Regions from separate parts of the Mus musculus genome. Here all the other regions are linked to region 3. Evidence: chromatin contacts called from public promoter capture Hi-C data. All regions are on one chromosome and are shown on one strand. The core of a region is the stretch at or near the end of the contact, and the rest is flanking DNA. Distances in the headings are between cores, read along the strand shown.

Evidence for each region. Promoter capture Hi-C pulls out the DNA fragments that hold promoters and counts their contacts. Capture Hi-C pulls out chosen DNA fragments and counts their contacts.
Region 1: a promoter capture Hi-C map of hippocampal neurons shows a contact between it and region 3, with 2.3 times the contacts expected there. The contact joins the enhancer-like site here to the promoter of Sav1 in region 3. A contact is called at or near these places in 9 of 39 promoter capture datasets (the C10 cell line, cranial neural crest, embryonic stem cells and 4 more), 6 of 484 Hi-C or Micro-C datasets (the G1E-ER4 cell line, adipose-derived mesenchymal stem cells, embryonic stem cells and 1 more), 4 of 115 datasets of contacts at active chromatin or transcription factors (embryonic stem cells, epiblast stem cells, extraembryonic endoderm stem cells and 1 more) and 1 of 9 other capture datasets (liver).
Region 2: a contact with region 3 is called in a promoter capture Hi-C map of adipose tissue. The contact joins the promoter of Cdkl1 here to the promoter of Sav1 in region 3. A contact is called at or near these places in 3 of 39 promoter capture datasets (cranial neural crest, liver and maxillary cranial neural crest), 1 of 484 Hi-C or Micro-C datasets (embryonic stem cells), 2 of 115 datasets of contacts at active chromatin or transcription factors (effector CD8 T cells and pancreatic cancer cells) and 2 of 9 other capture datasets (adipose tissue and liver).

What each region holds. Positions count from the first base shown.
Region 1 is chr12:70,241,177-70,244,927 of GRCm38.p6, forward strand. Trim9 (tripartite motif-containing 9) reads right to left here. Exons shown (of 14, transcript NM_001286388.1): 14 at 3,357-3,751. Among named protein-coding and RNA genes, the nearest start is that of Gm38467, 12 kb to the left of the region's middle. Within about 2 kb of position 1,560, at least 6 of the 459 cell types and tissues checked have an H3K27ac peak or open chromatin away from gene starts, as enhancers often do. A contact at or near this core is called in hippocampal neurons, where this site is marked.
Region 2 is chr12:69,788,163-69,792,228 of GRCm38.p6, forward strand. It overlaps Cdkl1 (cyclin-dependent kinase-like 1 (CDC2-related kinase)), which reads right to left and starts at 2,545. Exons shown (of 10, transcript NM_183294.2): 1 at 2,481-2,545; 2 at 1,825-2,102. The coding sequence starts at 1,992. It overlaps 4930512B01Rik (RIKEN cDNA 4930512B01 gene), which reads left to right and starts at 2,182. Exons shown (of 8, transcript NR_033573.1): 1 at 2,182-2,289.
Region 3 is chr12:69,984,505-69,988,336 of GRCm38.p6, forward strand. It overlaps Sav1 (salvador family WW domain containing 1), which reads right to left and starts at 2,498. Exons shown (of 5, transcript NM_022028.2): 1 at 2,170-2,498; 2 at 1-148. The coding sequence starts at 2,263.

The DNA of each region.
Region 1 (3,751 bases), core at 310-2,809, 260 kb after region 3:
CTATTTCCTCCTTTCGTGATTCTCTGTTGAAACTACATGAAAATTTCAAAAAACTTTAAACAAGAAATGCTGTAGTTGTTCTTGGGAATTATTATTCTCTTCTGATTACTGCTGTGAAAACTCTATCAGGTACATATTTTGTCAGAATGTGACGGTAAGAATAGCTACTGATGCTCAGTTGAGATCTTGCTGACCCTTGTAAGCTTTGAAGCATCTGTTGCAAAGCCACTAGTGAACATCTCTTCAGCAACAGATAAGGTGTGAAAGCAACAATTCCAACCAAGTCTATGCCCGTGAGGTGTTGAGTCAGTGAGTTTATCGGGGTTACTGTCAGTAGCATGAATGACTCAAAGGCGTCACTGAAAAGCCCAGAATGAGTGGCGACTCAGGAAAGCTGCATCCCGAGAGCTCCTGGCAGAGCCGTCAGAAGCTTGGCGAGGGAGAGAGTCTCAGTTCCCCAGCAAATGTTTACTGCATGTATACTCAAGTATAGTCTCAGAACCTTGGGATCAGCTTTGGGAACCTTTTGTCTCACCATTCTTGGACTTGGAAGTTTTGTTGACTTCTTGAGTCTCAGGAACACCCTCTTCTTTCCAGGAGGTTATTGCAGTTTGCTACAAAACATCCTGGCACTCTTTTGAGTTTTGTCACTAGCATTATTTGATTAAGCCCTCAGAACAATTACATGATCACCTCCACTTTAGGGATATGGACGCTGTGGGTGAGTGTCGGCAGCTGCCTGGGCATATGTAGCTCTCATGGTATGAACCAGAGCTGAAGCAGTCACTGCTGGCTGCTGCATCACCGCCACTAGACTGACCCCTCTCGAGTCCTCTGAGGGCGCAGAGGGTAGAGGCTACTCAAGAGTTCACTTACATTTGGCATGTCTTTCCTCTTACCTCTCAAAGCCTTGCCTTATGCTTCTCCTTCCCGTGTGCCCCTTTGCTCTGCAGACATGTCTGTCTCCTGCTTGTTATTCACAGCAGTGTCACCTGTGCTTTTAGTCACGTATGACCAACCACAGTCTGAAACTATCAGACAGAAGCTTCCAGAAACAAACAATTCATAAGCTGAAAATTGTCTGGCCTGGGCATGGTTCTGTATGCCGGTAAACCCAACACTCTAGAAGCAGAAGCAGATGCAGAAGGCTCTCTGCAAGGTCAAGGTCAACCTAGTCTACAGAGTGAGTTCCAGGCCAGCTAGAGAAATATAGTAAAACTCTGTCTTAAAAACCAAAGAGACTGAGATATATGTCCTCCTAATAGTGTGCTCACATCACAGACCCTCCTGACCCTCCTCCCCATGAGTCCTCCCTTTGCCCAGGTTATCCCATGCTGTACTGCCCCTGCTCATTTGTCCCTTAGTCACCTACTAGCTGCCTTAGATGGTCAGACACACTGTCTCAATGCAGTCCTTCTGTTAAAGTAGGTTTAATTTTACTCAACGTTGGCCCCCAAATGCAAGAATAATGATTTGAGAAATGCTAGAGAGATGCCATATGGCTTTCTTTAGTTAAACACACAAATGTTCTCCAGTGCATGCTGGGGTTGCTAAGAGTGAGCTAAACACATTTCTCCTTTTTGTCAAGCCGTCTGCCGCAGCCCTGGGTTTAAATGATGCTGGAATGGAACCCAGAGCTTTGTGCTTGTGAGACGGGCCCACTTACTGACTGAATGATATCCCTAGGCCCCAACGACTTTCCCCCAGCGTGTACATCCTCATAGCTTTTCGGACATTGGCATGCTTGAACAATTTTGTCATTATCCAATTCCATGAAATCTAATTCTATAAAAGGAATTTGATAGAACTTTGGTCCCCTCGCCTTCACCTCCCCCCACCCAGAGAAGCAGCCCACATGTATTTTCAGTGTTCCTTAGCACAGCAGGGTGGAGAGGTCACACGTCAAAAGGCCTGGAGTGATGGTTTCCCAGGTGCTCATATTGTTCATCCATATTCAGAAACCATGTGATTCCATGGTTATGCCCAGAAGCTCAGACACACAAAAGTTCTAGGTAGTGCCTGTTAAGGAGGATCCATTGCAAGATCTGTGAATAAGTCCCAGGCATGACAGGAACAGCTGAGATGCATACTCGAGAAATATTTTCAGTTGTCTCTAGTGTCCATAAAGTTTGTAAGATGATGTGATCTGAAAATGTATTGTTCTTTATATTCTAATCAGAGATCTGGATACAATAGTGAGCCCCCTTCCACATCTGTGAATTGAGTATGTGGGTGAAAGATAAACATACACACTGGAGGCAGAAGAAAGGACACCATTTCTGGAAAATAGGGTGATTTCTAGCAAGTCACTTCGACGTCACAGAAAACCCATTAGCCCTAGCACCGGAGGAGAATAAAGAGTTGCTAATGGCTTTCACCAAGCAGTGAGGAGAAGAAAACCCAGCAAGGATGGAGGGGACGAATAAAAGAAGCAGAAAAAGGTCTCCCACTAGCGAGCAAGGAAAAGGTCAGGCAGAAACTAAATGGACAGAGGGCCACAGCTGCTGGCTGGGTGCCTCCTGCTACTCTGTGAAACTGTAGCTCAGACCAGTGACTTTCATAATCTTTCCCCATCCTCCCTGCCCTCAGAGTGTGTGTGTTCACATGTGAATATGTGCATGTGTGTGCAAGTGCATGTATACCTGTGTACATATCTGTGTGGAGACCAGAGAACAAATTCAGGAATCATTTTGCAAGGTGCCATCCACCTGTATTTTTTTTTTTTTTTTGAGATGGGGTCTTTGATTCTCTTAGAACTTCAAAGCAGGCTAAGCCAATAACCAACAGGGCCTTGGGGACCCTCCACCTCCCCTATGTGGGGGTTACAGATGAGCCTCTGTGCCTGCCTATCTTTAGTTGGGTTCTGGGGAGAGGACTCAGATGGAGCAGGCACTTTAGTGACTGAGAAATCACGGCAGCCCCTGCTTTTCTTTCTATAAGGAGCAAGGATGATGATTCACTGAACAGGGCTAATAATGACGAAAGGTGATCAGCGGTGTCATGGTCACATGGAAATAACTGTGTTGTTCAGCCGCTTAAAAAGAGTCGCTGGAGCCAGGGACACTGTTTTACTAGGCAGCACAAGTTTGTGGCCATTTGAGAAGCAGGCTCATTAAAGTTAAATCTCAGTGTTTAGAAGCACCTGCCGAAGTCTTCCATATGAACACACTTCATATCAAGGCAGGCTAGGGCATGTGTAAAACCCAGAGCAGATCCATGCTTACATAGAAATGGACAGAGAATGGGCGCCTTCAACATCTCTGGGGACTTTATGCTTTGCACTTTGCCCCGAGGAGTGAGGTGCTCTGCGCCCCCAGATGTGTGCAAACTTAGAAAGAACTTCTCTAGAGACACTCTTTTTTCCTCTCATAAAAACGCTTTATTGGCATACCAGGAACGACCTTTTTATTTTAGTACAGTATGCATCTATATTTGTATGCATCTATAGTTGTAGTTCAGTTGTAAACTATTTGTTACAAGTCACTAGAACTCTAACCTGGGGGATGGATTTAATAAAGAGAGTAACTAGCGGCCCAGCCATGGATTCTCATTGGAACAATCAAAGACCAAACAAGGATAGTCCCACAACAGTGTTCTGTAGACACAGGAACCCGAGACAGACAGAGACAGGATAGCACCCATTCAATAAATTAGGTTCTAACTAGAAAAACACCAAGACAGAGATGACCCGGAGGACGCACATGAGCGAGTGAGCTATTTACAGAGGTTCCTTTTTGTCAAAGCGCTGTCC
Region 2 (4,066 bases), core at 1,295-3,794, 200 kb before region 3:
ATTTCACTCCACCTACTTCCCAAGAGCTGAGCTTGTGAAACATCTTTGCACAACACTCTTTTAAGGTACAGTTAGGCTCAGTAAGAATTATTGGATCAATGAAGAAAATATGACTTCATTTAACAAATCCTCAATTCACTTAGGTATCATATATTCACCGAGTACATACTGGATATTAGGAATATCATATAATTTTGAAGAGTTGGAGCTAAAGAGACATAAAACCAGTAATCTCCCACCACCTTACTCAGACTAGAGGAGAAACATTGAGCACCTGGTGTAGAGGGTGGGGGCTTCCTGCTTTCACACGCTCTGTGGTGTTCACCACACACCTCACATTGTTATTTATTTAGGTAGGTGAACACACAGTTGCTACACAGCACTGTGGGGTCAGAGGTCAACCTGGGGGCCTTGATTCTCACTCAGTTAGCATTGACTTGGAAGGAGAAACTCGGGGAGCTACACCTGGAAACACAGTGATAATAAAATGTGCTGAGATACACGTACCTGTGCTGGGAGGTCGGAGAGGACATTCTCTGAGCCAAAGAGAACAGCCACCGTGCTCCTGGGAACACTAATTTTGGTGGATGGAACACATAAGTGTTACTGTGTACCATGGAGGTCAGAGGACAACTTGGGGGAATCGATTCTCTCCTATCATGTAGGACCAAGGGATCAAATTGAGGCTATCAGTTTGGTGGTGAGCACATTTATGCACTGAGCCATCTTTCTAGCCTATTATTATTATTATTATTATTACTATTATTATTGAGTAAATCAACCCATTGAAGACTGGGAATGTGCCTCGGTGAGAGAAGGTTTTGTTAATTTGATAAAGTCTCTGGGTTCAATCCTTAACACCACAAAGTAGTAATAATATTGACAATGATGATGCTAAATAAAGAGTAAGGCAGCTATCAGCTTCTACTGAGAAAGTGGACATGGTCAGTGGCTCACGAGAGCAGAGTGCAACACTGGCTGTGTGGAGGAGAGTAGGCAGAGGACCCCAGCTGGGAACCGGCACAAACATTTGAGTTCACCCCTTCTGAGAGCATCATCCACTCATACACTTGGCCAGGGTCTGGACAGAACACCGAGGCCACACTTTCTGAAGCACAGTTGATTCCCCATGGGAGCCATCCATGGCCTGCCTCATCCTGCAGTAGCAGCTGCATTGCCTCTGAGAAATTCAGAGAAGCCTCTTTCCAGAATAAGAGGGAACACACTTTTGTCTTGTAATGAACACCTTTGTCCAAGGACCTAAGCTTAGATTCCAACACTCACAATAAATGCTGCCCGAGGGCAGCTGTCCACCTGCAATCCCAGTACTAGATCCTGGAGAGCACTGGCTAGCAATCCTAGTGAGACACTGTATCCATATACAAGGGGGAAAATGGTTGAAGAAGATGGCTAGTGTTAACCTTTGGCTTCCAAATGCCACACACACACACACACACACACACACACACACACACACATTTATGCGCGCACACATGAACACACATATACAGATGCATATATAGCCCAAGAAAACAGGACAATGGGTTAAAAATACAAAATGAAAACAAGCTGGAAGCTCAAAACTCAAAAACTCTAGCAAAGTCGAGTTGTTTTAAATTCTGCTTCTTAGAGACCCGTGAAAAGACTGTCTGCAGTTGACGCCAAGAGAGCCCCACACCTCTCCTGTCCACCTTCTTACTCTTACATAATCCGTTCTCTGCGCACAGACTCTGATTTGTGCCATTGAAGACAAAGGCTGTGTGGGAAGAGGGCAGAGCCTCAGCCCAGAGCATCTATCTAGCACAGAAAAAGCAAATTAGCTACCTTGAGCATGCGGATTTCTCGAAGGGCGATTTTCTTTATGACAGGGTCATCTTCGGTTTCCAGAAACCTCTTGATGGCCACGATCTGACCCGTGTCCCTGTTTCTGCACTTGAACACTACCCCATAGGAGCCTTCTCCAATCTTTCCAATTTTTTCATATTTTTCCATTACAGAGGAGGAGCAAGTCTTCTTGAGAACGGATTTTCATATAGTTTTTAAAGGTCGTTTATGAACTGACCTCTCTCGAGCCTCATCAAGTAAGGGCTGTCGTCCGCGATCTAGAGAAAACAAGGCGCGAGTTAAAGAATAAGGATCAGCCAGGTGTGGACTCCACCCCCACCCAGCAATGACATCGCGGTCAAGGCTGGGAGTCTACAGGTGGCTGCCATGGGTGACCTAATTTCAGTTGTCTGTTTCATTCCCTCGAGCTAAAGATGTAGCCAGCATCCAAAAACGAGCCGAGCTGTAAGATAATCTATCTTTTTAACGTTATGGTTCATACGATCTAAGACACTTGAGCTGGCTGGAGCACCAGGAAGGCGAAGGGCTTCCCCGGTTCTAGTTTCGGGTCTCAATTCCCTCCGGAAGAGGACACCGGCTGGGCAACCGGGCCCGTGGGGACTGCGGGAACTGCAGGGACTGTGGGGACCTCCCACCCTGACTCCTGAGGCGCCTCTCGGCCCAGCTCTAGCACAGCAGCCTGCAGCTCGGCTGGGTGACTGCTGCGATCCCCATGGGAACCGCGCCGGTTGGGCGGGGCCGCCCTCCGCCCTGCTGTACCCGCAGCCACTTGGCCGGGTCCCTGACCCCGCGCTGCAGGTCCAGAGGGTTTAAATCGTGGAAATCACAGCATGGAGAGTTTGCAGGGAGAACGCCTGCTCCCAGGCTGTCCTAGCAGCCTGCTCGGGCTAGGGTGACCAGGTCCATACCTTATTACGTCCACTCCTTGGTGTCCGTTCCTCGCCTGTGAACCCCGGAGGACAGCAATTGCTCGGTGCTGCAGCTTCGAAAAATGAATGAGAGAGAGTGAGGCAATAGAGGGAGGCAGGATGGCCTTCCCTCCCATGTAGTGGGGTCTTGGCGGTGCAGAGCCTGCTTTGATTGCCTTGACTCTTTCCCCAATCACCTTCTTATTGAACCTGTTTCAGTACAGTGACAGTGGCAGTTGATGGATGCAGGAAATCTTGAAATAAGGATCGCACAGACAGCCTCTACATTTTGTCAGCCCTTCCATCCCCTATGCTAGGCGCCGAGGTGCTTGTGTGCTGGCGGCAGGGCTACAGCAGAGAAAACGCACGATGTGAAACCTGGCCAACCCGGGGCAAGGAACGTGCGATGCAAATGTACACAGAGCTCAAGAGGAAGCTGGGTCTGGGCATACCGAGCGTGACGGCTGCCTGGCAAAGGGTAGAGGTATAATGAGTTACTAGAATAGACTCGTGGTGGTCTGGGACCCTCCCCAGAAATCATGTGCAAATGTGAATGCCTACTCTTTTTGACTTTTGTCTTCTCGATAGCTTTGCCTTGCCCAGAATATCGCGTACATGGAAACATACAGTGCACAGCTTTTATTGAGTCAGATTCTCACTTCACAGAATACATCTGAGAGCCACACACATCTTGCATTTAGCAGCAGTGTCTTCCTGTTTATTGCCGGGTAGCGTTCTGTTGTATGAACGTACTGACTGGTATTTATTTGTTTATTCAATCCTGGTTGAAGGATATTTGGATTGTTTCCAGTGTGGGGTGATTATACATGAAGCCGCTATAGACGCCGTGCATGGTGCTTTCTGTGAAGCCAGGTCTTCATTTTTCTTGGGGAAATCCTTAGCGGGAGACCTCTGCACATTGAGCTTATCTTTTCCATTTTACCTTCCCACCTGCAATGTCCCCAGTGCCCGGCATCCTTGCGGTCCTTTTGGCTTTAACTATTTTTTAAAAATATTTATTTATCTATTATTACATGTAAGTACACTGTAGCTGTCTTCAGACACTCCAGAAGAGGGCGTCAGGTCTCATTACGGATGGTTGTGAGCTACCATGTGGTTGCTGGGATTTGAACTCAGGACCTATGGAAGAGCAGTCAGCTCTCTTAACTGCTGAGCCATCTCACCAGCGGATTTAGCTATTAAAATAGATGGTTAATGGCTTCTAATGGTTTTAATATGAATTTGACTTTTAACCTTCCCTATAGATGTGTTCTCGCTTCAGGATTCTAAGAGACTTATGGAAATTTTTTGGC
Region 3 (3,832 bases), core at 1,248-3,747:
CTTTGAATTGCAGTTCTCAGGAAACTCTGGTTTCTTGAAACTACACCATCTCCAGAAGCTGAGAAAGCAGTAGCACTTGAATCTGGAAGACAGAGGTCAGTCCGTCTGGGAATTGTTGGACCGTGCCGAATGAATGAAGGCATGAGATCTATAATAAAACAAATATAATCACCATTGCATTAAGTCAGTACACTCGTCTAAAGTTATTTATGTCTACTATCCTGAGATCAAAATATCAAACAAAAGGGCATAAGAAAACAGATTTTAAATTTTAAGACAATACTAGAACTTTAAATGAAGATTATTTTCCCAAGCAAATACATTTATAATCTGCATTAATATGCAGGTGTAAACTCAGCTACAAACGAATGGATGCTGCATATTGCCATACATGATACAATGTCACTAAGCTGAAAGTAACCTAACAAACCAATTCCTTTACCAGCATCATGTATGACTACAGTTTGGTGTTTTCACTTGATTTAAGTATCACCAAGAATCTTTCTTCACAAACACATCTCATTAAAATAAAATTTAAAGAAAAAACCGCAAAGTCAGATTTCCTGTAAAAGACTTTTTTATTGGTAATTTTTTTTTTTTTGTCTTTCTATCAGGAATTACCCGGTTCTAAGCACAATTATCAAAACTAGAAAGCAAGACCTTTCAGTGTGGAAACTGAAAAATAAAGTCATCTACTTCCAAAGATGCACACAAACCCTGGATCTACTGAAAAAGCCTGGAAAGAATTATGGCTCCTTTAAAAGCAGATAACCCAAACCAAGGTCATGGCTGCTGATTTGAATGTGCAAACAGCTTTCATGTTCTTAGAAAGCAACTACCTTTAAAATATGAAACCTGGATATAGAACACATTTTCTGAATTCATTAAATCAATGTCACTAAGGGTGTCAGAAGCTAACACTACAGTAACTTAATATTGGAATAATTAACTGTCGATGACACAAATTCTGTATGGAGTCACTCACTAAAAGACTCAACAAGTGGCATGACTTCAAATGATGCTTAATAAACTTTATTTGCAGCAAAAAGCAAGCTATCACCTAAAAAAAACAGAAAAACAAGCTCTTAAAAATGGTTTCAGTTACTGACACATCCACCCCACCAACTGTGTTGTCTAGCACTCCAACTACTAACAGAACCTGTAAGGCTGGACACATGGTCACAATGGAAAAATATGCTCTCCACCCCTTTCTGCGGGATCTTGGGCAAATACTAGGAACCCCTGTGAGCAGCTTTCCCAATTACAATATGAGGTAATGCTTAATTTAAGTCACACGGTTACTTCCAGTTTCCAAGAAGGAAACTTACACAAGGGGTCCAGCTCCTAGAATGAGAACCAAAGGATTAGCTCTCTGACTACCCAAGAATTTTAAAAAAGGAGAATCAAGGCGTTCAAGTTAAAAACTCAAATATTTTAAACGGAGAAGAAAAGCTACGTACGGGAGGGGACGGAACATATGTCGGAAAGAGGAATAAAGTTAGGAACTTGCCTGGTATGGCTGAAATTATTCTGAATACTTTGCTTTTTTTAATTTTAGGAGCAAAGCCTAATCCAAATACGTTAATGGCTTGTCTACTCTGGGAAATGAAAAGACTCTGGGTAGTGGCTACAAGTATCAGGTTCTTTGCCTCACAAGTCTGTGTCCCGCTGAAGGACTAAGGAATCCAGTCTCTCTCTCGTGTGTGTGTGTGTGTGTGTGTGTGTGTGTGTGTGTGTGTGTGTGTGTGTGTGTGTGTGTGTGTGTGTGTGTTACTTAGGGCGCTGGTAGTGGCTACAAGTATCAAGTCTCTCGTGTGTGTGTGTGTGTGTGTGTGTGTGTGTGTGTGTGTGTGTGTGTGTTACTTAGGACGCTGGTAGTGGCTACAAGTATCAAGTATCAGGTTCTTTGCCTCACAAGTTTGTGTCCCGCTGCAGGACTAAGGAAGGAATCCACTCTCGCGTGTGTGTGTGCGTGTGCGAGTGCGTGAGCCGACGAGTGGCGCTGCGATGGTCGCAAACGCGGGGCCCGGACGTACCCAGCAGAGAGGTGCCCGGGTCGAAGCACTTTTTCCCCAACACCACGGACAGCCATGCATTTCCCAGAGTCGGTCTTCCAGCACCACCCGAGGCTGCGCCGGGTCCCCACCCGCCACCGCCCACGACACTCACTCCGCAGCAGGGGCGACGTCTCCTTCTTCACGTACTTGCCCTGCACCTCGGCCGGCTTAGACACCTCGTTTTTGGTTTTCTTGCGGGACAGCATCCTCGCGGACGACTCCCGCCGCCGCCCCAGCAGCCTCGCTAGGGCCGCGAGCCTGCCGCCCGCCGCCGCCTCCCGGGCCGCCGCCGCCGCCTTCGCCTCGGGTCTCCGCCGCCCGCGCCCGCCCGCAGGCTCCGCCGCATGTTGGCCGCGCTAAGCGCGCCCGCCGCCGCTCAGTCGCAGGGCAGCTCCTCCCGGGAAGTCAGCCGGCTCAACGACGCCGCCCGAGGCCGCCTTGGGACAGGGCCGCGGCCGCCCACCAGGGCCATGGTCCGCCGCCCGGAGCCGCTACCGCTGCGGCCACCGCCTACGTCCGGTAAACTTTCCCCGCGCCGCTGGGAATGCTGGGAAAGCCGACGCGCACGGGCCGCCCCTCCCCCGCCGGGCGCGGACGCGGCTGCGTGCGGCGACTCGCGACGGGCGGGCGGCTAACGGGCCGGGTGTGGCGACCATCGCGGCCCTCAGTGCGGCTGCGCGGGCCGGCTCCCGCCGCTGGGGAGCTGGAGTCCGGGCGGTCCGGAGCCCGCTGGGCGGCGAGCGGCTCTCGCCTTGGACTTGCCTACCGCCCTGCTTCCCGCAACCGCAGCCGCGTGTCCTGGTTGCTGAGGGAAGGCAGCCCTCGGGTGTGCTGGGACCGCGAGGGCTACACCTAGTAACACAGATGACTCTTCTGGTGACAGCGTGACTACTGTAAAAACTGAGTCTCCGTTTCTTCTGTCCTCTTATTATCTCCCCCAACCCTTGGTAGCCCACCCCCTTTTGTGCCCCCCATCCCCATCCGCGCTTTCGGATTAAAAAAGAAGATGGAGTTTCTACAGCTCCTAAGATAAATTTGACGTTAGTGTATTTATTTCATCATTTTAATATGTATTCTTAATAACCACATGCCTTCTCTTGCAGTTAAGTCTTAGAATTTTGAAGCCTTTGAGCACCAGAGTTCAGAACTGGGAGTTTTCTATCTAATATATCAGATTCTACTTTGTTCTCTTTAACTCGCTCAGGTACACAGAATAACTTGGAGAATAAGATTGGGACTCACTCCTCTTGATCAAAGTAAGGCTTTCATAATGAAGAGAATGTGCTTAAAACACAGAAGCAAAACACCAACCTCAGAACAAGACACCAAACTGCTCTTTTTTTTAGCCATGCACAAAGACATTTAATCAGTTGTCTGTCTCCTGTGTTTTTATGAAATGTTTCCTTGTTAAAGGTCCCTATAATCCTATAACAAATATTTTATTGAGCACCCAGCATCCAAGGTGCTGTTTTAGGTGTCTGGGATATAACAACAAAGGTCCTGCGGTTATGGGGAAGAGAGATCACAAAAAATAAAACTAGTAAGCCATAGTATGTAACAGAGTGAGCGCTGAAGGAAGCATAAACAAGAGAGATCCCACAGCTTGGAAAGGGGGTCGGATAATGAAGCCAGTGAGAAGGCAATGCTGGAATTAGCTTGCTATGGTGCTATCTGGAGTGAGGCCTCAGAAGAGCAAATGCAAGTCACTGCAAGTGGTCGTGTTTCTGGCTCATTGTAGGAATAGGAAGAGGGTCACGTAGCTGGAACTGGAACAG